Linked DNA regions of Pan troglodytes: region 2 is linked to region 1. The links are chromatin contacts, called in public capture Hi-C maps. All regions are on one chromosome and are shown on one strand. The core of a region is the stretch at or near the end of the contact, and the rest is flanking DNA. Distances in the headings are between cores, read along the strand shown. Region 1 has its middle 22 kb from the start of PTAFR. Region 2 has its middle 15 kb from the start of EYA3.

The links. Capture Hi-C pulls out chosen DNA fragments and counts their contacts.
Region 2: a contact with region 1 is called in a capture Hi-C map of stem cell-derived neural stem cells, with 2.1 times the contacts expected there. The contact joins two enhancer-like sites. A contact is called at or near these places in 5 of 7 Hi-C or Micro-C datasets (blood, induced pluripotent stem cells, a lymphoblastoid cell line and 1 more), 1 of 1 datasets of contacts at active chromatin or transcription factors (stem cell-derived excitatory neurons) and 1 of 1 other capture datasets (stem cell-derived neural stem cells).

Annotation. Positions count from the first base shown.
Region 1 is chr1:202,795,262-202,800,574 of NHGRI_mPanTro3-v2.0_pri, forward strand. No RefSeq gene overlaps it. Among named protein-coding and RNA genes, the nearest start is that of PTAFR, 22 kb to the right of the region's middle. Within about 2 kb of position 2,705, at least 3 of the 24 cell types and tissues checked have an H3K27ac peak or open chromatin away from gene starts, as enhancers often do. A contact at or near this core is called in induced pluripotent stem cells and stem cell-derived neural stem cells, where this site is marked.
Region 2 is chr1:202,888,797-202,894,109 of NHGRI_mPanTro3-v2.0_pri, forward strand. No RefSeq gene overlaps it. Among named protein-coding and RNA genes, the nearest start is that of EYA3, 15 kb to the right of the region's middle. Within about 2 kb of position 2,700, at least 13 of the 24 cell types and tissues checked have an H3K27ac peak or open chromatin away from gene starts, as enhancers often do. A contact at or near this core is called in induced pluripotent stem cells and stem cell-derived neural stem cells, where this site is marked.

The DNA of each region.
Region 1 (5,313 bases), core at 1,455-3,954:
AAATATGCTGGTTTAGAAATACAATGGTGAACACTGCAGGACCCCTGTTGCCTGCCTCACAGCTGGGGCACACGGGCAAGAAGACTGTCCACTGCTCCGAGAAGGGGGCCCTTGATCTCATTTTTAGCAGCCGGGGAATGTTTCCAGAAGAAAGTGGCCCTTTTAAAAACTGGAACCCAGAGGCTGATGCATCAGTTAGGAGTGTTTTGGCTGCAAGGAATAATGGCAAAAAGAATTAGAGGAATATTTTACTTCCATAAGTGGAGACAGGTGGTTTCAGGTATTGTTCATGGTGGAATCATTCATTCAGTAATACCTCCAGGGAAACAGGCTCTTACTATGCTTCTCCGTCCTCTGTGGAGGGTTTGGCATCTCATAGTTGCAAGAAGTTTCTAGCACCACATCTTATAACAACTACCAAACAGAAATAAGTCATCCAGGGAGCAAAATTTTTCCCAGAAGATGTCACTGGTTAGAAAATGGGTCACAGGGACCCCTCTTGGTAAGTTTGGCTGGGAGAGCTGCGAAGAACAGACAGGCAATATACCAAGCCTTACTCCTTGGGATTGGGCACCTGTTTCCAATAAAATAAAGTTGGTAAAGATGAAAGAATGCCTGCTGGAAAGGCCGGGCGGGGTGGCTCACGCCTGTAATCCCAGCACTTTGGGACGTCAAGGCAGGCGGATCACAAGGTCAGGAGATCGAGGCCATCCTGGCTAACACGGTGACACCCTGTCTCTACTAAAAATACAAAAAATTAGCCGGACGTGGTAGCAGGCGCCTGTAGTCCCAGCTACTCGGGAGGCTGAGGCAGGAGAATGGCGTGAACTCGGGATGCGGATCTTGCAGTGAGCCGAGATCGCGCCACTGCACTCCATCCTGGGCGACAATGAAACTCCGTCTCAAAAAAAAAAAAAAGAATGCCTGCTAGAAACAACAGTGTCTGGCACAGAAGGGGTGGGACTTGAGGGAAAGATGTTTCAGTCAGAGAGAATGGCATGTGCAAAGGCCCAGAGGGTAAGAGAATAGCCCATTCATGGGACTGAACAACATTTGTTATGCTTAGAGCACAGACGAGGTGAGATGAGATCAGGGAGATCATAATGGCATATTGAGGAATTTGGGTTTCAGTCAGGACATCGTATTTTCCTAGATGGACCAAAGTCTTCCCACTTACTTTCTGGCACATTTTAATGACAGACCCACTGGGAAGATCAGCAGTGGTCCCAGCCCATTCTCATAACCCTGCTTGGAGCAATCTCTGTGATGACGTGGCTGGGGAGAGGAGTGTATGCTGGGCATTGACTTGAGGCAGTACAGTCAAGACTGGCCTCCAGGGTGGGGCTGTGGCTATGGCAGTGCCATCCTCTCCCACCCCTTCATCCATGAATAGGTTAAGGGGAGCTCTCTGGGTAGGGAAGGCTTGCTGGAGGAGTGCCAGGGCCCAGAAGAAAATGAAAGGCTGGATGAGCCACTTTTCTTGTTTTCTGTAAATAGTGGAGCAGATAGGCTCCCCAGCTGTGGAGCCAACTGCTGGCAAGATGACCTTTGTGGGCAGAGGTGAGGTGGAAGGAGCCAGCCAGGTATGGGTAGAAACCCGGCATATGGGCCAGTAACATCAACTCTGAGCCTCAGCATCCTGGTATGTAAAGTGGGAACTGCACCTTTAAAATGAAGTGTAGGCTGGGCGTGGTGGTTCATGCCTGTAATCCGAGCACTTTGAGAGGCCGATGCAGGCAGATCACTAGAGGTCAGGAGTTTGAGACCACCCCGGCCAACATAGTGAAACCCCGTCTCTACTAAAAATAAAAAATTAGCTGGGCACGGTGGTGCAGGCATGGTGGTACGTGCCTGTGTCCCAGCTACTTGGGAAGCTGAGGCAGGAGAATCACGAACCCGGGAGGTGGAGGTTGCAGGCAGTGAGCCAAGATCTTGTGCCACTGCACTCCAGCCTGGGTGACAGAGCGAGACTCTGTCTCAAAAAAAAAAAAAAAAAAAAATTGTAACCACTGAAAGAAAGCATCAGCTGTTGTTGCCTTCGGCATTCCAGTCACCTGAACGCCCGCACCCTATGGCTGTGGCTTCTCAGCTGCTTCCTGGAGCAGCCACAGCCAGCTTCACTTTCTGGCCCCTCCCGCTTCCCTGGGGCCCCAGTGGAAGTAGGAAGAAATGTGTGGGAGGTTGTGGATGGGTCTGGGCCTGCTCTAAGGGTGGAACTCAAGGAAACAGGATTTGCCCCTCTAGATTTCCTTCTCCCTCTCCCCAACCTCAACCTAGCACATCTGGATCATCTGCCTCTTGCTGGAGGTTATCAGTGCTTCTCACCATTAGAACTGGGGGCTCGGAGCTCGACAAGGGCCCTGTGGAATGAGTGCAAAAGGGCGTGAAGTCACCCACCTCCTTGAGTTTTCTGCTCTACCACTCATTAGCATTGTGTCTCTGGCAAATCATTTCCCCTCTCTGGACTTTAGCTGCCTCCTCTGGTAAAATGAGGGTAAAAACACCGTCTCCATTCGTGTTTTGCAAATCAGTGAGATTCTGTTCATTATAAAACAAATGGAGGCAAACCTTCCAAATGGAGACAATATGCCTGCATTTGGCATCAGACAGACTGGAGTTTGAATCCTGACTCTACTGTGTGTGGTATCCTGAGGACTGAGGAGGTCAGGGAAGCCAGGTGCCCAGCACAGTGGGGTGCACAGTGGCCGTTCCTCCCTGCCCCACTCCTGCTGGTTGTTCCCTGCTTAAATAAAGGGATGAAAGAGCTGAGGATTGAGGACACCTGGGAAGCTTGTTAAAAAGACATTTCTTTTTTTTTTTTTTTTTTGAGACAGGGTCTTTGTTGCCCAGGCTGCAGTGTGGTGGCACGATGATCATGGCTCACTGCTGCCTCAACCTCCCGGGCTCAAACTATCCTGCCTCACTATGTTGCTCAGGCTGGTCTCGAACTCTGGAGCTCAAGCAGTCCTCCCACCTCAACCTCCTACAGTGCTAGGATTATAGGCATAAGCCACCGCACCTGGCCTACAAGGACATTTTCTGATCTCCCTGAAGATTCTGATTCAGGGTGGGGTATGTGTGTGTGTGGTGGGGAGACAGACAGCTGGATCTTTAACAAGCTCCCAACTTAACCCAGCCAGGGATGGAGCCATCAGGCAGGGACAGCCAGTCCTCCAAGAGGTGGGGGGTGGGTGGAGCTTAGGGTTCTGTCAGTGATGCCATTATCCTAACCACATACCTGTGGCTTAGTGGGGCTGCCATTCCTCTGGTGGGAGATAGGCAAGCATAGCTAGAAACAGCCTCTGAAGGATTGAACCCTCCTCTCCTTGGCTTCCTCTGGAGTCCTTCCAAGCCTGTATTGCTCCATGGGCTGCTACCTTGGAATCGCCTGGGTGCTTGTTAAAATTTCACTCTTCCTGGCCCCATCACCAGCACTGCTATATCAGAATCTTTTTTTTTTTGAAATGGGGTCTTGCTCTGTCACCCAGGCTGGAGTGCAGTTGCGATCATGGCTCACTGCAGCCTCAATCTCCTGGGCTTGAACGATCCTCCTACCTCAGTCTCCCAAATAGCTGGGACTGCAGGTGCAAACCACCATACTTAGCTATTTTTTTTTTTCTTGGTAGAGATGGGGTCTGGATTTGTTGCCCAGGCTGGTCTCGAACTCCTGGTCTCAAGTGATCCTCTACGGCAGCCTCCCACAGTGATGAGATTACAGACATACACCACTACGCCTGGCCTAAGCCTTTATTTAATTAATTTATTTTATTTTTTATTTTTTTGAGATGGAGTCTCACTCTTGTCAACCAGGCTGGGGTGCAATGGTGCAATCTCAGCTCACTGCAACCTCGACCTCCTGGGTTCAAGCGATTCTCCTGCCTCAGCCTCCCGAGTAGCTGGGATTACAGGCGCCCACCACCATGCCTGGCTAATTTTTGTATTTTTAGTACAGACGGGGTTTCACCATGTTGACCAGGCTGGTCTTGAACTCCTGACCTTGGGTGATCCACTCACCTCAGCCTCCCAAAGTGCTAGGATTACAGGCGTGAGCCACCCCGCCCGGCTAAACTTTTATTTTTAACAAGTTCTCCAACTGAGTCTGATGTGGGGAAAGGAGTTGACCCCTAAGCCTGGGACACTCGACAGGAGCTTGGGTAAATAAAGTGATTTTCATTTACTGAATTCCTGGTACGTGCCAGTCATCATGCTAAGTGTGAGGTAGGGAGTATGTGTGGCTCTTACAGACTCAGGAAATAGGCTCAGAAAACATTCACTGCAGGGCTCAAGCTGAGGACCAGAGGCGGCGGTTAAGCCCTCATCTGGCAGATTCTTAGAGCTGGCATTTGAGAATGTTCACCTATGCCATGGCCCAGTTTGCTTTCCTCTGTGGCCTGACACCTCTGCTCCCTGCTAAGCCCAATATTTTGGTTGTGGTAGGGGGCGGTGGGGAGAGGTATTAATAGAAATAGAGTAACTTTCAGTGCAGAATGTGCAAAGCTGGAGCACTGAGTGCAGTCCTAGGCTTTTGCCAGAACTCTGAGGTGCAAGGGTTTGTCTTCTCCCTCAGCCTGATGGCTATGGGGACAGGGATGGCTTTGTCTCCCTCTCAGCCAGATATGGCTTCAGAAGGCAGAAACTTCTCTTTCCCAGAGGCTGGGCATTTCTGAAGGCAGGTCTGTCTCCCCTTCTGTTGAGGGCACCTGTGGGCAGGGCTTTGTCACACCCATTGTACTGGCCTCCTGTGGGCAAACTGGCTGTGTGTCCCCTCAGACAGGGTGCCTTCTGAAAGCAGCTTTGGGTCTTTTTCATCAACTTGGGGCTCACTGGATTTGGGGCTGTACCCATTGAATTGAAGCCCGGGCTCCCGAGGACAGGGCTGTGTCCCCATCTCCCCCAGGCTTGGGACTCCTGAGGACAGGGCTGTGTCCCCATCTCCCCCAGGCTGGGGGCTCCTGAGGACAGGGCTGTGTCCCCATCTCCCCCAGGCTTGGGGCTCCTGAGGACAGGGCTGTGTCCCCATCTCCCCCAGGCTGGGGGCTCCTGAGGACAGGGCTGTGTCCCCATCTCCCCCAGGCTTGGGGCTCCTGAGGACAGGGCTGTGTCCCCATCTCCCCCCAGGCTGGGGGCTCCTGAGGACAGGGCTAAAACCTTCTCTAGGTCAGGGCTCATCTCCCCCTCAGTCAAAGGACCCAGTTCCTCTCTCCCCTGCCAGCCCAAGCCCAGCCCTTCCTCCCAGAGGGGCGCAGCATCAGAGGGGCCCAGCCCAGTATTGTGGGATGAGCTGGTGTGCCTGGCTGGATGTGGGTATTCCCG
Region 2 (5,313 bases), core at 1,450-3,949, 94 kb after region 1:
GTGCAGGCATGAAGGAGAAGCATGAAACCGCCATGGTGGGGAAGGGCCACGTCTGATAGGAGTTCTGAGCGGAGGGCAGGCTTGCATTGCATTTTGCAAGCTAAGAAGGCATTAGTTAGGGGAAGAGAAGAAGTTTCCAGAACAATCAAGCTCTGAGACCATTTCCCTAACCTGTGTTACCAGATCACTTGTTGCACCCTTGGCTAGAGGTAAATTCACTGTGAAGTTAGCAGAGTTTAAGCCCCAGGGCCCCTCACCTGCACAAACTCCTTTTAAAGCCCAAGAAGGGTCCTAGTAATGTTGTATTTATAATTCTGCATTCTTTTTCTTAAGGAGAGCCACCTAATTTAGGCCTCTGCATCAATGGACTTGCCAAGACCCTTTTAACGCCCTTCCTCTCACCCCTCTCAATCTATAGCATATACTTAACAGTCCTATTTGGCTCTGCCTCCTCAAATACTGTTTCTCAGCAGCTCATCCTAGCCCTTCAGCCTTTACTTCCTTAACCTAAACAATCCAGGTTCTAGAGTTTTCCCTACAGGCCCTGTTCTCTACCTCTTTAGTCATCTTTACTGCTGTTTTTGTTTTATTTTATTTATTTATTTTATTGAGACGGAGTTTTGCTCTTGTTGCCCAGGCTGGAGTGCAATGGCGCAATCTCAGCTCACTGCAACCTCTGCCTCCCGGGTTCAAGCAATTCTCCTGCTTCAGTCTTCCCGAATAGGTGGGATTACTGGCATGCACCACCACGCCAGGCTAATTTTGTAGTTTTAGTAGAGATAGGGTTTCTCCATGTTGGTCAGGATGGTCTCTAACTCCTGACCTCAGGTGATCCGCCCACCTTGGCCTCCCAAAGTGCTAGGATTACGGGCGTGAGCCACCATGCCCTGCCTTTTACTGCTGTTTTTGAAGACTCAAAAAAGTTTTTCCTTAAGTGGTAGTTTCCAGAACGGATGTGTTTTTGTAAATGGCAAGCCTGGTTCCTGACCAAATGGCATTCGAGCAGGGAGGGCCACGTGGGGCCCTCAGAACAGCCTCTCTGCCCATTGTTTCCCTACCTCCCACCCCCCAACTTCAGAATGACAAAGTTTCATCTGATGAAAGGAGGCAGTGGCTGGGGAGAAAGTAGAAGGGGCAACAGGAGAGGGAGCAACAGGAGAGAGGGTACCCTTCCACTTCCTTAGAGATGGGACCTCTCTTTTAAGATGCTTTTGGCAGTATTTCAAGCTGCTGATGGGCCCAAGAGGGAAGGAAACTGACATCATTCATACCTACACTGTGCCAGGCACATGGGCTTTCCAGACACTGTATCATGGAATCCTTGCTACATCCCTGAAAGAGAGAGACTCCTCATTTTATTTTATTTTATTTATTTATTTTTGAGACAGAGTCTTGGTCTGTTGCCCAGGCTGGAGTGCACTGGCATGATCTCGGCTCACTGCAATCTCTGCCTCCCGGGTTCAATTGATTCTCTTGCCTCAGCCTCCCGAATAGCTGGGATTACAGGTATGAGCCACCATGCCTGGCTAATTTTTTTTTTTATTATTTTTTGTAGAGATGGAAGGCTTCACCATGTTGGTCAGGCTGGTCTCGAATTCCTGACCTCAAGTGATGTGCCTGCCTTGGCCTCCCAAAGTGTTGGGATTACAGGCGTGAGCCACCGCACCTGACCAAAACTCCCCATTTTGTAGCTGAGGAAACTGAAGCACAGCCAGCAAGGGCCAGGTCAGGCCCAGCTAACTTAAGAGTCCAGCCTCTAACCCCAGCCCATGTACCCCCATCCTTTATTGATTCTCCCAGGGACTACTACCTACATTCAAGTCCTAAATGAAAATTGGTGAGCATCACAACAAAAATCCACTTGGAAATAAGTTTAATAAATGAAAAAGTCAGGCAGGCCAAACTCCTGATTCTGGGAGATCTGTATAATAGAAGAAGACTCATCAGTGACCTGGGAGTCCTCCCAGAGTTGGGATTCACTTCTAGAGAGAAAAAAAATATTTATTGACAAGAAAAGGCAGGAGATCTAGGCCCCAAACCAGAAGATGGGGATGAAAGTTAGGCTGGACAGACTATAGTGTGGGGATAACAATGAACAATGAAAGTAATGAGAATAGCAACTATTGTTTACTGAGTGCTTACGAGGTGCCAGGCACTGTAATACACACACACACACACACACACACGCACACACACACACACACACGTTATATAGGTTAGTGCATTTTATCCTCACAGCAACCCCAACTAAATCTTATACACAGAAGCAGTGGTGAAGCAGACCAAAGTCTGTGCTTCTGTGTGTAAGAGTCTTCATCTTCAGGCTCCTCAACCTAAAAATACAAATGATAACCATGCATTTTTAGTAGGGTTGTTGTGTAACGCTACTAAATGTAACCACTAGGCTTTACTAAGTCTCGGAGAATGGGAGTGGGAGAAATCTAGCCCTGGTAAATGACACAAACATAGAGAAGCAGGGCTTACAAAGTGCCATAACTTGGGAGGGTGGGGCATAGGGGTGGCTAGGGCTCATCCAGACCCAGATCTTGCAGGCAGCAGAGGTGACTCATGGGAACTTCGGAAGCTAGCAGTTGAGTGCTTTGTACCAAGTTTGCAAACAAAGCTCTTGGGTTCAGAGAGGGTGGAGAGATGCAGAGTCTATCAATATCCATTGGCCTCTCTCCGGATTGGCTCAGGAATCTGAGTGGGAGGAGCTTAGGTCTCAGGGATGATGACGTGAGGCTGGACTAGGAAGCTGCAGCTCGCTGGGCTCCTTCACCTTCAAGGTGCTCCTACCCCAGCGCTGGAGTCACACACTTGTGTTTGGATCCTGCCCTTCCCACCTCTGGGACTTCGACTTAAGATTTAACAACCTTGAGCCCCAGTTTTCTGTAAAGTGGAGAGAATCAGAATATATATAGCCAAATGATAGATAATAATTGTGCCCTTGGGAGAAGTCAGTGAGGCGCTGCATATGAAGGACTAACACAGTGCCTCGAATGCTGCATGCTAGCAAATAGCAGCCAGATTATTGCCAGATTCCTATTCAGGGGAGCCAGAGAAGCTTTTTCTACTTTCCGCTTCCTTCTCCTCCCATTGCCTTCTTTGGTAGGGAAGTGGAATTGTATTCCAGAGGCAGAGTACATGTAATGCCTCTCTCACCTTTCATTCTTTTCACCTCTGAATGATTTTTATTAGTTTTGTAGTTCACAGCCTATTTCACAAAGTTGTAATTTGTCTCTTGCCTGGAGAATATTAAACTGTTACATAAAAGCAATAGATTTTTTTATGCTAGGAATTTTCACTATGCCGATTTTCTATGTCTTTTATAGATAAGACATTGGATCAGCCATGGTTCATTGATTGAAAACATCAGTGACCAATTCTGGTCTTAATAACAACAACAACAAAAATATTTTATTGGAAAGATATGGGATAGCTTACCGAAGGAAAGCTGAATGTCAAGCCTCAGAAAAAGCACACAGGGTAGCTCCAGGGATCTAGGTAGCAGAAAGTTTTGTTTGTTTGTTTGTTTTGTTTTGAAACAGGGTCTCACTCTGTCGCCCAGGCTGGAAGTGCAGTGGTGCAATCACGACTCACTGCAGCCTCAACCTCCTAGGTTCAGGTGGTCCTCCTGCCTCAGCCTCCTGAGTAGCTGGGACCACAGGTGCCACCATGTCTAGCTAATTTTTTTCTTTTGTATTATTTGTAGAGACAGGGTTTCGCTATGTTGCCCAGGCTGGTCTCGAACTCCTAGGCTCAAGCAATCCTCCAGCCTTGGCCTCCAAAAATACTGGGATTAGAGGGGTGAGCCACCATACCCTGCCTCATAATATCTTCTAATTGCTAGTTCATTTTCAAATTTCCTCAATTGATAAAAGAATTTTTTTTTTTTGAGACAGAGTCTCGCTCTGTCGCCCAGGCTAGAGTGCAGTGGCGCAATCTTGGCTCACTGCAACCTCTGCCTCCTGGGTTTAAGCGATTCTCCTGCCTCAGCTGCCTGAGTAGCTGGGATTACAGGCATGCGCCACCACGCCTGGCTAATTTTTGTATTTTTAGTAGAGATAGGGTTTCACCATGTTGGTCAGGCTGGTCTCGAACTCCTGACCTTGTTATCCACCCGCCTCAGCCTCCCAAAGTGCTGGGATTACAGGCGTGAACCATCATACCCGGCCTAAGAATGTATTTTGTAGACTTTTTCCCAAATCGAGATTGTATCGAAGTTCACTCATTGCAATTTGTTATTGGGTCTCTTTACTCTCTTTTAGTCTAAATCCCCTCCATTTGTGGATTTTTCATGATATTGACATTTTGAAGAGTTTAGGCTAGCTGTCATGTAAAAAATTTTTACATTTTTTTGGTATAGTATTTTTTATTGTGGTAAAATATGCATAAGATTACAGTTTTAACTATTTTAAAGTGTACAAATCAGTGGCATTAAGTACATTTACAATGTTGTACAACCATCACCACTATCAATTTCTGGAACTTTTTTTTTTTTTTTGAGATGGAGTCTTGCTCTGTCGCCAGGCTGGAGTGCAGTGGTGTGATCTCGGCTCACTGCAACCTCCACCTCCCAGGTTCAAGCGATTCTCCTGCCTCAGCCTCCTGAGTAGCTGGGACTGCAGGCACGCGCCACTACACAGCTAATTTTTGTGTTTTTAGTAGAGACAGGGTTTCATCATATTGGCTAGGATGGTCTCAGTCTCTTGACTTCGTGATCTGTCTGCCTCGGCCTCCCAAAATGTTGGGATTACAGATGTGAGCCACCACGCCCTGCCAATTTCTGGAACTTTTTTTTATCATCACGAACTAAAACTCTGTACCACTAAACAATAACCCTCCATTACTCCCTACCTCTAGCTTCTGGGAACCTTTTTTCTACCATCTGTATCTATGAATTTGCCTATTTTAGGTACCTCGTGTAAGTGGAATCATATATGTCCCTTTGTATTTGGCTTATTTCATTTAGCATAATGAATGTTTTCAAGTTTCAGCCGTGTTGTAGCATGTATCAGACTTTCATTCTCCGCATTGCTTTTTTTTTTTTTTTTTTTTGAGACAGAGTCTCAATCTGCTGCCCAGGCTGGAGCTCAATGGTGTGATCTTGGCTCACTGCAACCTCCACCTCCCAGGTTCAAGCCATTCTCCTGCCTCAGCCTCCCAAGTAGCTGGGACTACAGGCATGCGCCACCACGCCCAGCTAATTTTTGTATTTTAGTAGAGACGGGGTTTCACCGTGTTGGCCAGGCTAGTCTTGAATGCCTGACCTCAAGTGATCCACCTGCCTTGGCCTCCCGAAGTGCTGGGATT